3 separate regions of the Zea mays genome follow, and regions 1 and 3 are each linked to region 2. Evidence: chromatin contacts called from public Hi-C data. All regions are on one chromosome and are shown on one strand. The core of a region is the stretch at or near the end of the contact, and the rest is flanking DNA. Distances in the headings are between cores, read along the strand shown. Region 1 holds the start of LOC103626415 (auxin response factor 19). Region 2 holds the start of LOC103626412 (Rhomboid-like protein 14 mitochondrial). Region 3 holds the start of LOC103626414 (L-arabinokinase).

The links. Hi-C and Micro-C count contacts between places; a contact is called where the count stands out from the background.
Region 1: a Hi-C map of tassel shows a contact between it and region 2, with 1.9 times the contacts expected there. The contact joins the promoter of LOC103626415 here to the promoter of LOC103626412 in region 2. A contact is called at or near these places in 5 of 25 Hi-C or Micro-C datasets (ear, endosperm, leaf and 1 more).
Region 3: a Hi-C map of endosperm shows a contact between it and region 2, with 4 times the contacts expected there. The contact joins the promoter of LOC103626414 here to the promoter of LOC103626412 in region 2. A contact is called at or near these places in 6 of 25 Hi-C or Micro-C datasets (ear, endosperm, leaf and 1 more).

What each region holds. Positions count from the first base shown.
Region 1 is chr5:59,291,795-59,296,182 of Zm-B73-REFERENCE-NAM-5.0, reverse strand. It overlaps LOC103626415 (auxin response factor 19), which reads right to left and starts at 2,113. Exons shown (of 14, transcript XM_008646822.3): 1 at 865-2,113; 2 at 214-332. The coding sequence starts at 940.
Region 2 is chr5:59,102,845-59,107,576 of Zm-B73-REFERENCE-NAM-5.0, reverse strand. LOC103626412 (Rhomboid-like protein 14 mitochondrial) reads right to left here and starts at 3,318. Exons shown (of 2, transcript XM_008646820.4): 1 at 2,885-3,318; 2 at 1,423-2,585. The coding sequence starts at 3,124. The coding sequence ends at 1,788.
Region 3 is chr5:59,232,771-59,236,958 of Zm-B73-REFERENCE-NAM-5.0, reverse strand. LOC103626414 (L-arabinokinase) reads right to left here and starts at 1,387. Exons shown (of 28, transcript XM_008646821.2): 1 at 991-1,387; 2 at 664-840; 3 at 480-563; 4 at 270-346; 5 at 110-176. The coding sequence starts at 1,095.

The sequences.
Region 1 (4,388 bases), core at 864-3,363, 190 kb before region 2:
CCTATGCACAGCATCAAAGCAGGAATTGGCAACTAGAAAGCATTTTTAAAAAAGTCGCGGCACATGGACAAGTCAGACCATACGGGAAAAAAATTTACAAAAAAAATATGGCAAAAGAGGCAGCCAATGAGGAGGAAGGAGCCGCCGTGAATGATGAATCGCAGCACGGGTAAGGCGGGCAGGCTCCGAGAAAGGGGAGGTGGGTGGGTTCACCTGCTCGCTGTGGCCTTGGGGGAAGTAGACGACGAGGCTGCCCGCCGGCGGCAGCGACACCAGAGGCCCCGCGCAGGCGTGCCAGAGCTCCGAGTTGATCGGCGGCGCCTTCTTCTCCCCTGCGCGCGCACACACACGCACGGTCGCATCATCAGCAATAACAAAGACAAGGGAGCTACTTTTGCTCTCCCCCTAATTCCGCCGGAGGCACGGAGACCGCCGCGGCTGCCGTTGCAGCTCGCGCTGGCGCATGCCCTCTCAAGGATCAACGCGTCACGAAGAAAGGAAGAAGCATACTGCTACTCAAGAACCGCCAGACGGGAGCTCGTGGGGGGGAACACGGAGGAGCATAAATGCAGAATAATCATGCACTTCTCCGCGCCAGTGGCCGGCGACGACCGCGACGGCGAGGTCAGCGGCGTCTTTTTTTCTCTCTCCTTTGTGAACAGAAGAAAAAACCCACCGCAAATCTCCAGAAATCACAGAAGCCGAAGAAGAACGCTTTGGGAAAGAAAAAAACCGCGGCCAGAAGTCCAGCCGGGAAAACAAAAGGGGCTTTCCGATCCCACCCACCACGAAGAATAGCTCGATATAAAGCCAAGATGACACTATTCCATTCCCGCCAGGCTGCCATCAACAAGCGCTGCATACCTTCACATGCGCTGGGCGGCGGCGCTGCCGCCGGAGCAGGCGCCGGCGGCGCCTGCTGCTGCTGCTGCTTGATCATCTCCCTCCGCGTCCCGGACCGTCGGCTAGCCAACCAAGCGCTCGATGGAGAGAGAGAGAGGGGGAGGGAGAGGTCGGCTAGCTAGCGGGCCCCGCGCATGGGCGGCGCCGGAGCAGGCGAGCAGGCCCGTGCGCCCGTCCCACGCGGCCGCGCGTGTCCCCTCCGACACGGGAGGGACAGGGGTGGAAGCGGGCGCGAGAAGGCAGGCAGGGGGGCGGGCCGAGGGAGGGAGGGAGGCAGACCAACACGATGATACACGCACGGAGACCAAAGGCTTGTTTGTCTCTAGACCACCACCACAGCAGGGCAGGGCGGCTTCTCTAGCTAGAGCGTGGGCATGCGTGTTGTAGGGGAGATGTGCCTGTGCGTGCTGGTGCGTTGCTCTGCTTCTGCGGGCCTCGCCTCGGGGAAGTAAAAGTTTTTGTGTCTGGCCGGGGAGAGAGAAGAGAAAGTGAGAGAGAGAGGGGGACGGCCGGAGGCGTAGAGGTCAGGCGGGCATCTCCCGATGTGCGCGTGTGGGGCCACCCGGGGTGTTCCGTTTTCTCCCACCCTAGAGCCCAGCCCCTACAAGGACCAGGTGGGTGGGTGATTAGAGGAGCATTTCGACGGGAACCCGGGGGTGCATCTGTTTGTAGTTTGGACACTCACCAGCTCCATCATGGACGCTACCTCTTGCCCATGTGCTAACCCACACCCACCGGGTTAAACAAATGTCATGGGAGGAGAGCAAATAATATGCTAAGGAGCATGGTTGCCTTGGCCGACCATCCGTATCCTGTTGCTGGAGGAGAGAGAGAGAGAGTACGTATATTCGAAGATTAATGTAATTTATCTTTGTTCGGCGCCATAGACCGTTAGTGGTATTTGTATAAACTTGATTACTTGTAGAACTGTTTGGAAAAAAACTCAAAATACGTGATACTTGTGTCTTCTTCTTTTTTAGATTAGACGCGGGTCTATCGTCAGGCCGAGCATCGTCCGCTGGGCCGAGCGTAGTTGATCAGCCCGCAAAGGAATCCGGGCGACCTGCCAAGAGGCAAGCGTCCGATGTGGCACTACGGGCGGAATGGCGTCGATGGCGTCGATGGCACGTATAGTAGGCGTCCGTCCGTCCCCGCGCGGCCGAAGAGGCGGAGAGGGGAGAGGGAGGAGGAGAGGCAAGGCCTCGTTTTGCTCGTGGTCGTGGGTGATGACGAAGCGCACGCTATATACTCGCTCGTGTTTCTCCGGCGGCCTCTTGGCTCTTTTTTTTTTTTTTTTGCGCTTTCGCTCTCTGGAGTGCTGCGGACGCGCCGTGCTCACGGCATTTTTCGCTCCAGTCATTTTTACGCTTCATTTGGATTGGACCCCCGTGGCAGTCGTGTTTCAAACCCAGACAGGGCCGGCGGGCCCCCGACCCACCCGGACGCGGGAAACACGTTCCTCCAACTGCGGAGGGACGGGCCCTGTGCGGATGGATGAGCAGCAGCAGCAGTAGAAACCCAAACCCTGGCGCGTTTCGGGGGAGCACTGTCTGTGCACGGCGTGGTGTTGTGTTGTCATCTTTCCCTACTCGTCGTCGTCATGTTGCCCCCTGTGCCCCGCCCCGAAACGCGCGTCGGTGGGTTTGACTTGACCGCGCCCGACCCGGGTTGCGAGGCCTGCCGTCTGTCTGTCTGTCGGGTTCCACCACCCTTTTTCTCCCAGCCAGTCCTCCCCTGCCAAACAAACTGGATGGGATGGGATGGAATCGCACCCGTCACGCTCGGCTCGCAGGCTGCATGCATGCTGTGCCACCCCAACGGAACTACGAGAGCCATCATCCATGGACCAGACCAGAACACATCAGTCGGCGTGCCTGCAATGCAAATATTATCAGGATAGCCAAACGCGCGCGCGCAGACGCAGGCACAGGCCATGCATATGCGTGCACATGTGCACGCGGGCAACGCGGCTGACTTGTGTTCCGGCCGCTCCTGTGCGTGCATGCAAATGCATTCCCCGCGCTCAAATGCGTGGTGTAGCATGCAGTTGTGCGCATAGCAGGATGTGATTTCAAACCCTAAATCATCTACCAATAATTATACTCCTTACGGCGCCGAAGCGCTAATACTATTCCGACGCCCTTTTTTTAGTTCCGGTTCCGGCGCCTTTTCCTTTTTATTCCCACGCCTCGATACGTGTACAATGATATATAATATTCTCGTCGCCGTTCCATCACCATGGACCGAAACCGAAAGCAAAGCCTTTTTACTTCCCCCTAGCGAGTTTGTATATTGAAAAAGGTGCAGCGCAGGTACAGGCACGGTGTAAACTGCCGCAAACGAAAAAGGAGAGGCGTAGATTCCCGGACCTGCCCTCCGGAGACGGGAGATCCCTCCCTATCTTTTTGCTGGCCAGGGTACCGCCCCCGCCCCTTTTCTTGAAAACTTTATTTACTCGACAAAAGGCAAGTGACAAGTTAGCTTTCGGCCCCCCCTTTTTTTTGCTAAGTGTTCAAATCCGTCTTTCATTTTTTTTATAAGCGGTAATGGTTTGTATACTGGTATATATACGTCATACATTGATTTGTTAAACTTTGAATACGTTCGTTGGCTTGGCTCCGGCCTCGGCGTGCTGGAAGCCTGCAACTGCAAGTACCCTACTACCGTTTTGGCACCACGACGGCCGGGTTTTCAGCTGCCAATCCTGGCTGTGCTGTGCTGTGCGTACGGTGGCACCGAATATATGACGTGGGGCTGGCGTGCCAACGTGACATGACAGTGGGCTCCGGCCTCCGGGACGGCAGCGAGCCAAAGGACGTCGGACGATGCGACGGAGGCGAGCGTGACGCGCAAGAGGACAAAAAAAAGGAGAAGAGCAGAGCAGACACCGGCACCGGCACCGGCACCGGCACCAGCACCAGGCAGGGTGATGATGCATGGAAGTGAAGCCGGGCCAGGCCTCTACCAGCTGCAGCTAGGCCGCCGTTGCCGGAGGGACAAGACATGGCATGGCATCTGAGTATCCGACTCAAGGAAGAATCTGCTCCGAGCTCGCGCAGCCCATCGTGTGGCTTCTGGCGCATCTTGTTTCGGGCAAGGCATCCTCTTCCCTTACACGAGTACCACCGCGCAGCGTCCCTTTGCTCCTTGCATGCACTGTAACTTTGCTCCTTGCATGCACTAGCCACTAGTACTATATTTTCATGTATGACAAGATAATACTCCCTCCGTTTCTTTTTATTTGTCGCTGGATAGTGTAATTTTGCACTATCCAGCGACAAATAAAAAGAAACGGAGGGAGTATTTACTTTATTCTATATGCTACCAATCCAAATATATATCATCGATAGCACACATATAATTACACCAAAATATTATGTTCGTAACGAGTTTTAATGTAGTAGTACGGCGGGCCGGCATGGACCTGACACGTTTATTTGCTCAGGTACGATTAGGCCCGGTAGGGGTAAACCCTAAACCCGCCA
Region 2 (4,732 bases), core at 2,069-4,568:
GGTTGCCATCTGCCTCGCTCTCCCACCTCAGGCTCGCCTACACGACATGTTCCATGTGAGCCTCCTGAAGAAGTTCCATTGCGTTCCACCAGAGGCTCCCCCGCCACTTCCACTGGTCCACAACGACGTCATTACTCTAGAGCCGGAACGTGCTGTCCGTCGACGAGTCGCTCGTGGCATCGAGAAGGTCCTGGTCCACTCGAAGGGCTAGTCTGCTGCATCGGCCACCTGGGAAGATGTGGTGTCGTTCCGCGCCAAGTATCCAACATTTCAGCTCGGGGACGAGCTACCTCTCGGGGAGGGGAGAGATAGTTTCCTGTTATTAGCTCCTAAATTAGTGGGTTGATTCCTTCCTATTATTAGCTCCTAGATTGGGGGGATGTTCCTTCCTATTATTAGTTACCAAAGTAGTAGGTCCTTCCTATTATCAGCTCCTAAATTAGTGGGCTGTCGGCTATATATTCTTGTAATCCACACATGGAGGAGGCAAGTAATAAACTATTTCCTAACCCCTTCTTCTTTCTCAAGCCTACGGTTGAGTTTATCCTCATCGAAGAAGACGGACGGCAGCTACGAGCTACATAGCCTTGGCCGGGCCAGTCAGGGGTTTGACGCCCTTGGCATCAATGATAATATCCTATTGTTCATCTTGGTAACTAAAGTTTGCTTGATCACTTTTTTGGTGCACAATGTTGTCAATTTAACATTAACTGTTTGTAAACTACACTACTAAAACCCATTTGGATCAACATGCCAAGTGCAGATGGGTTGTTCTTATTGAGCTTATGTGACATTAAGAAACAAAATCAAAACTGCATTGTGCAAAAGGGAAAGTTGTCGCTATTGTACCAAGAAAAACAGAGTTTATGACACAAAGAAAAGCTAGGCACTTACATGTTTCCCACACTTTCAAGTTTCATACCAGTTGATAAAATGGATCAAATTATTATATGGATACAAAACTAAACACGTGACCTACAGTTCATCAATACATTCTTCCTCCAAGATTGCCTTAGAACCTGTCTCAACCAAGAAGATTCAGCAACACCAAAGATTAGCAGCGCTTGTGCAGTACCACGATTAGTACAAATTCTAGTGCTTGTTTCGTTACTCAAACCATTCCAAATTACAAACTTTAGCTTTGTCCTAATTCAAGCTACTTTAACTTTGGCCAAGTTTCTAGAAAAATATATTGACATCTACAATTTCAAATAAATGCACTACGAACTATGAAGACACTTTTCATGGAGAACTTAATAAAGACACTACTTTAACATTGATGCATTTTTCTATAAACTTAGCCAAAGTTGGACAAGTTTGATTTAGGATGAAACTAAAGGAAATATACTTTGGACGAACTATAACTGGGAACACACTGAGTATGAGTAATAGATAGTAGATGAGCAGAAGATGCTTATGGTATGACAATCAATAGCGGATTTCCAATAATCAAATATTCTGAAGGTTAAATCTCAATGGTTGCCATAAACAGAAGATAGATATGCTCAAGTACTTTGATTTCAACATGCCCTGGCATAATTTATACAAAATTAGGCAATAACTAATTGTTTCCAAGGCTTTGAAACAATCTAAACTTGTAAAGGATAATGCTAAATCAGTAGGAGTCTCCTTCACATAATGATGAAAATTTCAATTGTGTAAAGTAAAGCATTCATCATCATGAGAAGAGACAAATGTGCCAAAACCATCAAGCAGAGGAATGGACCTGCCATACTTCAACTGTGTTCAGCAGCGCACAATGTGTGTACTGACAACAATGATTTACATCATCTGTCAAACCTTTGCAGCCTCCTACGGCGCATCTCATCAACAGGGAGTTCCACCGTGTTACCTACGGCTTGATGATGCTGTCTCCGCAAAAAAGCATGGTTATCTCGTGCAGTGCTGCACATCTCACAGATATCTGTGGAAACTGAATTATCATAGGTGCAGGTTGGGCATCTCCAAAAACCTCGAGGGCTATCTCTTGCTGATATGCGGCGCCCAACCCTGCCCCGACCTGTTACGCGGCCCTGTGAACGGGCAGACCGTAGAAGATTCTGAGCGAACCTCACTGGCCAGGTCACAACATTGGCAACGCTTGAGATCAAAAGAGTGATCGGATCTGGCCCATTGGATGCACGCTTCAGCCAAAGGTAAACCAGTCCAGCAAGTATCCCACCAAGATGGCCAAGAAAGGATGTCCCAGGAATAAAAACCTGGATGAGGATCAACTCCGCCCAGGCAGCGTATTTCGCTGGAATAACCATCCCGTGCAGATACACGAAATCGTCTGACCAGGCGTTCAGCACAACCTTCATGGCAAACAGAACACCAGAGAATCCAACGGCATGCTGATCATAGTACATGGTATCGTCACCGAGCAAGAGTAAGCCTCTGGACAGGAGCAGCGTGATACCCTGCGACAGGCCAAGCAGCACCGCGACCATGGAAGCAAACTCGGCACTACCCATTGATGTCTCGAGATGAATGCCCTTCCACAGCAGCGACGTCATGTTGTAGAAGAGGTGACTTTCACTCAAGTGGTAGAAGGGTGACAGGAAAAAGCGCGTCAAGTCGCCATACTGCAAAAATGTTCACCATAATCAGTCTTGGTGCCAGGAACTGAATACATGTGCGGTTGGGAGATTAAGTCGCGATACTGCAAGACTGTTCATCATAATCAGGCTTGGGACTTAAATTGAAAACAGAGCTATTCGTGTCCTCACTGGAACTGAAAATTCGACTTCGGGTATGAATTTGCAGGGTAAATTTCACATAAAAAATAAAAAAGAAAGGCAATCTCGTTAAATTCCGCAGCGAAAGGAAAGGAAAGGCAATTTCGTAAGCACTGGTCACGTCTGTGTTAAAAAAGGTCAGGCACCTCGATGATGAGCTGAGGGTTGAAGGAGACGCGCGCGAGCGAGGGCAGGACCCCGTCGAGCGCGCCGGGGCGGAGGTAGACGAGTGAGTTGGCGGCGAGCAGCGCGGCCGTGACGGGCGGGCGGGAGGCCCCCGCGCGGCCGTACTCGATGAGCACCTGCAGAGCCAGCAGGGGCAGCATCCCCCGCGACGCCTCCAGGCCGAAGCGGCGCCGCCGGGCGCTGCTCATGCCGGACCCCATCTCCGGAACGGCGGAACCGAAGCCGCGGCTGAACTGCCGGCTTCCTATCGCCTTGCGGGGCCGGGGCTTGCGGTTGCGGCAAGGGAAGCCGGATGGAGCATGGACCGGCGGGGACGCAATCGAAGCTTCCAAACACTCTCCCTCTGGGCTCAATGGGCCTCGGCTCAACGCCAGGCCCAGGCAGGCACTCGGTCTCCCCGCTGGACTCGGTCCGAGATACACGGGCTAAAACCACATGGGCCGTGGCCTAGAAACGGAGAAGCCGGAAGCGGAGGCGTCCGTCTGGCGTCTACGGTGAGATATTTGGAAAAATACACAAGACGTGGCTTAGCCGAAATGCCCATCGAACCGTTAATTCGTCAGAATACCCACATGAATATAAGAATATTGTTGCAATGTCCAGATGACTCTTTTAAGGCATGTTACAAGTAAAGTATTTTAAATAATATTATGGGTTTAAAATATGATGACACAACCATAATATTTTTTACACATTTAAAACCAATGGTGGATCCTGTGGTCTTGGGGCTTCAGCCCCCTGTGCCTGCATACACATTAGAGTTAGGAAGGGAGAATACAGCGAAGGAGGAAGGAGGGAGAATACAGTGTCCGGTGCGTTAAAAATTAGCACACTCAGTTTCTTTGCTCTATTTTTGAATGAGTCATTAACTTGATTTCTTTCTTGGCTTGTGTCGAACCTAATGCACCTATAATATATAATATCTATACAAACTAGTTAGTCCACGTGTTTGTGTTGGTCATCAACCACTAAAATTAATTATAAGAAATGGTTAACCCTATTTTCCTTTCACCAATTACACTTAACAAATAGATATTATAATATTGTTCAATATCTTAGTATTACCTTAAAACTCTAACAATATTTTACTTCCAAACACCCTCTTACCCTTCTCGGTTTTTTCCGTGCCTTTTCATTTCCATCGATCCTCGTATCTCTCCCGTCCACTAGCGGAGGGCGCTCATCCCGTCCTTCCTGTGGCCGGAGCACATACCTAGGGCTGGACGAAATACTCGTGGCTCGCTGGCTCGCTCGGTTCGTGGTCAGCTCGGCTCGGCTCGGATCGGCTCGTTTGAATTTTTTCACGAGCTGAGCTAACATCCTAGCTCGGTTCGTTAATGAGCCAGCTCGGTTCGTTAATGAGCCAGCTCGCGAGCTAAACGAGCTACCATATTCCAGCAAAACGAAACTATATGCATATCATTTACAAAATAATTGATGAACATGTTATATATATGTGAGGTGTTTATGGCCTATGAATTAAACTAATGATTAATGAACTATGTCTATGTGTTAATTTGGTTTATGCAAATATAATTATGGGTTAAACTGATGAGCATGTATGTGAATTGTGAATTAATGAGTGATGAATTGTGCTAATTTGGTGTTATATTGACGTGGTTTGTGAAACTATGAGTATAATTATTATTTTCTATTGTTAAATTAGTTTGAAATTAACTAAAAAATAATTATTATGTACATTTTATTTTTTTCTGCTCTGGCTCGCGAGCTAAACGAGCCAGCTCGAGCTCGTAAACGAGCCGAGCCGAGCTGACTCTGTGGCTCGTTACCTTAACGAGCCGAGCCGA
Region 3 (4,188 bases), core at 138-2,637, 130 kb before region 2:
AGACATATTGTGGTGAGTCAGGGCATACTTGCAAATGATCTATGGATCAGTATTTAGGTAATTCCATAAAAGGGAAACTTATGATCCTGACATGGTAAAAATTTAATACCTGCCACACAATAGATCGGTGATGATATCCAGCCTCCATGATGTATTCAGCATATATGAAGTCCCAACTGCAAAATGCAAACAGTCATACAAAAGGTAAACTACAGAGCGGAAGTCCCTAATGCAATCAGACAAAATGCAAACAGTATGGTGAAGCATACCTAAAATTCCCAATGCATACAGAGCGGACACCCAGATCTGAAGCCACCTTGCACACAATAGGAACAACATCCGAGACCTGTCCCAAAAGCACATCACATCCCAGTTCACTTTGGAGTTCAGACATTGCCCACACATGATGCCTACATCCATCAGTTGAACACTGACTGAATGTCTGATCACAGAACAGCAGTGGAGACTAGAGAGAGTACCACAAGGTCTGCCTTGATGGAGCTAAGCCACTCAGCCTCGGCCCTGAGGATGAACTCGCGGGGTAACACTGCCGCCTCACGGTACTGCATTTCGTAACCGGAGCATCAGGCGGCAGCCATCACGAGTCACGACACGGGAACGATGAGAGATCAAAGATCGTGAGAGGCGAAGAGCCGAGGATACCTTATCCAGCGTGGCGAGAGGGTCGACGGTGAGGGCATCTGCCTGGACGGCGCCGCAGTCGAGGATAACCCTGCGGATGCGGAGGCGCGGGGACCGCACCTCGGCGGTGAAGACGAACTCCGGCACGGCCGTCGCCACGTGCACCTCGTGCCCGTCCGCGATCAGGTGCCGCACCACCTACGATCCACGGAGCCACGCCACACAAATGCAGGCAAAATTTTCGGAGGTGAGACCTTGGACGGGAAATGAACGAGCACGAGTAGTTGGGGGTGCTGGTAGCCGGAACAATGCCCGAAGCGAGACGGCGGGAGGGACTGGCTGACTGACCTCGATGGCGCGGGTGGCGTGGCCGAAGCCATGGCCGGTGAGGTAGAAGGCGAATACCAGGCTACGCGGCGCCGGGGAGTGGTTGGCGCCACCGGCGGGTGTCATGGCCGACGACGAGACGGAGGAGAAGCAGAGGTGGCTTGGGAAGTTGGGATCCAAGTGGAAATGGGATGATGCCGTTGATGGCGTCGCGGCGGCGGTTGCCGTGACCGTGAGTGAGTTCGGGGGACCCACCTGGCCTTGGCTGCCCCGACCCCGAGTAGTCTACCTGTCTAACTCGCAAGTCAACTACTCTCTCCACTCGAACATACTCCGGACGAGGAGAGCCGGAGAGACTGGTTGACGCGGTGGTGGGAGTAGAGATGGAAAACGGTACAAACCCACTATGTTTTGACCCGTATCCGTGAAAAATATCTATAGCCATTAAAAAACCCGTACCTATGATGAGTTTGAGATTTTGCCCAAACCCGTACCCATCGGGTTAACGGGTACTCATGGGTTACCCGCGGGTTTCATCCCCAATATACTTATCTTCTCATAATCAATAAGTATCGTAATGATTAATGATATCATGATCCAAAATCTATGTAATGAACAACGAGTTCATGATTTGGTATAAAAATATTAGTAGAGAGAATGAAATACAAATAATAAGTTGTATAATTAAGTGACCTTGCACTAAGTTATCCATCCACCACATATATAACGCTAGTAAAAACTATAATAGCAAGCAAGCAACACTCTGGTTCACTGGTACATTCACCAATTGGTAAAAATTATGAAGTAAATAAGGAATAACAAGTTTGTTGTTCGTTTATAAAATAAAATGCAATATGCACTAGGTTTGGTCGGGTTTAAAAAAACCCACGGGTTCACGGGTTTGGGTACTATAGGAACAAACCCGTACCCATAAACCCGCTGGGTACAGATTTATGCCCATTAACAAATCCATGGGTATGAAAATTGGCCCAAACCCGTACCCTAATGGGGTAAAAACCCATCGGGTTTCGAGTTTCGGGTACCCATTGCCATCTCTAGGTGGGAGAGAGGCAATATTGTCCATGAAATTGAGTGAGTAAGATATAGAGATTATTCAACAATCTGAATTATTGTTTGATTTGATGATGTGTTATATCTAGATGTAATTTATCTTGTGGATTTAGTGTATATTATGAGCGTGAGGTGATTTGGTTGGATGAATTTTGCGAAACTTAAATTGATTATAATGGTATACATTTAAAGTCGACCAAATTTATGTTCACTTTATTTTAAATTATAAAATATTCTAATTTTCTCGAAGAGTCAAAGCATCTTTGATTTAGATCTGATCAAAATAATAGAAAATATAAAAAATTATAATATAAAATAGGTATACTATAAAAATATAATAATATCTATTGGGTTGGGTATCATAATTTTATTTGATTAAACTTGATATGTTTTGACTATCTTTAAAATTAGAATGCTTTATAATTTAGGTTGGAGTGAATAGTAAAATAATATTTAAATCTATATCTATAGATTAATTTATTATGAAAGTATGTTTTACAATTAATCTAATAATATTTTTTATAATAAATCTTAGATTTGTTATATAAATATAAAAAAACTTGAAGCATTGGATTTGTCATAATGGGTATAAAACTATTTATTTATTAAAACAAACGACAATCTGCTAACCGTTTATTAATGGAAATACAAATTAGTTTTGTTATTGTTTAAATATGTGAAAAATACTATATCTTTTCCATCACTTTTCATCTTTGCAAAAAATAATGATTTGCCTATTTAGTTGATGTTCACGACTTTGACTTCTTTGACCATAGCGAAGCTAAAAGTACTTTAGTCGAGTTAGCTCACCCTAAATATTTTTAGCAAATCTCATTTATATTCACTATTTACAAAAAAGATTTGATATGTTGTGATTATTGGATCTGAACCCAGTTGTTAACGCTGATCTGGACGCTAATCACTGTGATGTGTACCAGCAGCGGTGCTCTTTGTGGAAGCGCGGACGGTCCGCGGTCGAGGGTCGGACGATCCGCGACCGAGGGTCGGACAGTTCGCGACCTGACGTAGAGGCTAGGATTTCTGCCAACGAGCCGGACGGGCCACGCCTGATGGTCGGACGGTCCATGCGTGCGTAGAGGCAATGAAGTTCGCCAACGACACCTAGATTTCACTCCCGGAATGGACCCCGTCGGGGAGGAGAGATCATAGGGTTTGTATTGGGGTCGGCAGGCCACCCAAGACGCCTCTAAACAATGTAGAGTCGGAGAGAGGTGAAGATTAGAGGAAGAAAACTATGTTACTACTAGGAAAAAAAAGTAAAGAACGGAAGATAAATTGATTGTTTGATCTATCGTTGGTGTCTCCAATCGGCCATACCCCTTAATATATATAGGGGGAGGTATGGACCCATTCATAGGCATTTTCCAAAAGAAACCGTAGATTTAAAGGGATAAACTCGCACGGAAAAGAGATTAGTTACGTCTGATTCGATCTATTTGCGGACCGTCTGCGCCTATGGGTGGTTCGTTCGCGCCTATGGGTTGACCGTCCAAGCATCGGGTCCTCAAGGTCGGACCGTCCGACCATGCCCAGTGCCACAAATGGTGCTCAATACATGTCCCCTACCTTTTGGAGAAGCTGAACGAACCAAAAGCACTGGTGCAGGCTGGAATCAACTCGATGTGACCACATCAATTCTCTTAAGCATCTTGCCACATACTATGATGATATTGCTCCAGGAAACACCCGTTTAGTACCTTGGGTAAGTCCTCACCTTATAATTTTTGCAACATGTAGGTGTTACCAGATATTACCTGTGTGATCTTGTAAGGGCCTTCCCAGCTTGGCGACCATTTCCCGAACTTCAGGTCTCTGCCCCTCAGTGGCAAGATGGTCTTCCATACCAGGTCTCCTACCTAAAATGACTTAGCCTTAACCTTTTTGTTGTAAGTTTTGGCGTCCATGATCTTGTCCTTATCTATCTCACCCAGAGTTATCAATCTCTTGTTGGTCACTTCATCAATATTGCACATGAAAGGGAATTAGGCTTACACCTACTTCCTAATTGATTTTGGTGGTTGAATTGCCCAACACAAATAATTGGACTAACTAGTTTGCTCTAGTATATAAGTTATATAGGTGCCAAAGGTTCACACTTAGCCAATAAAAAGACCAAGAATTGGGTTC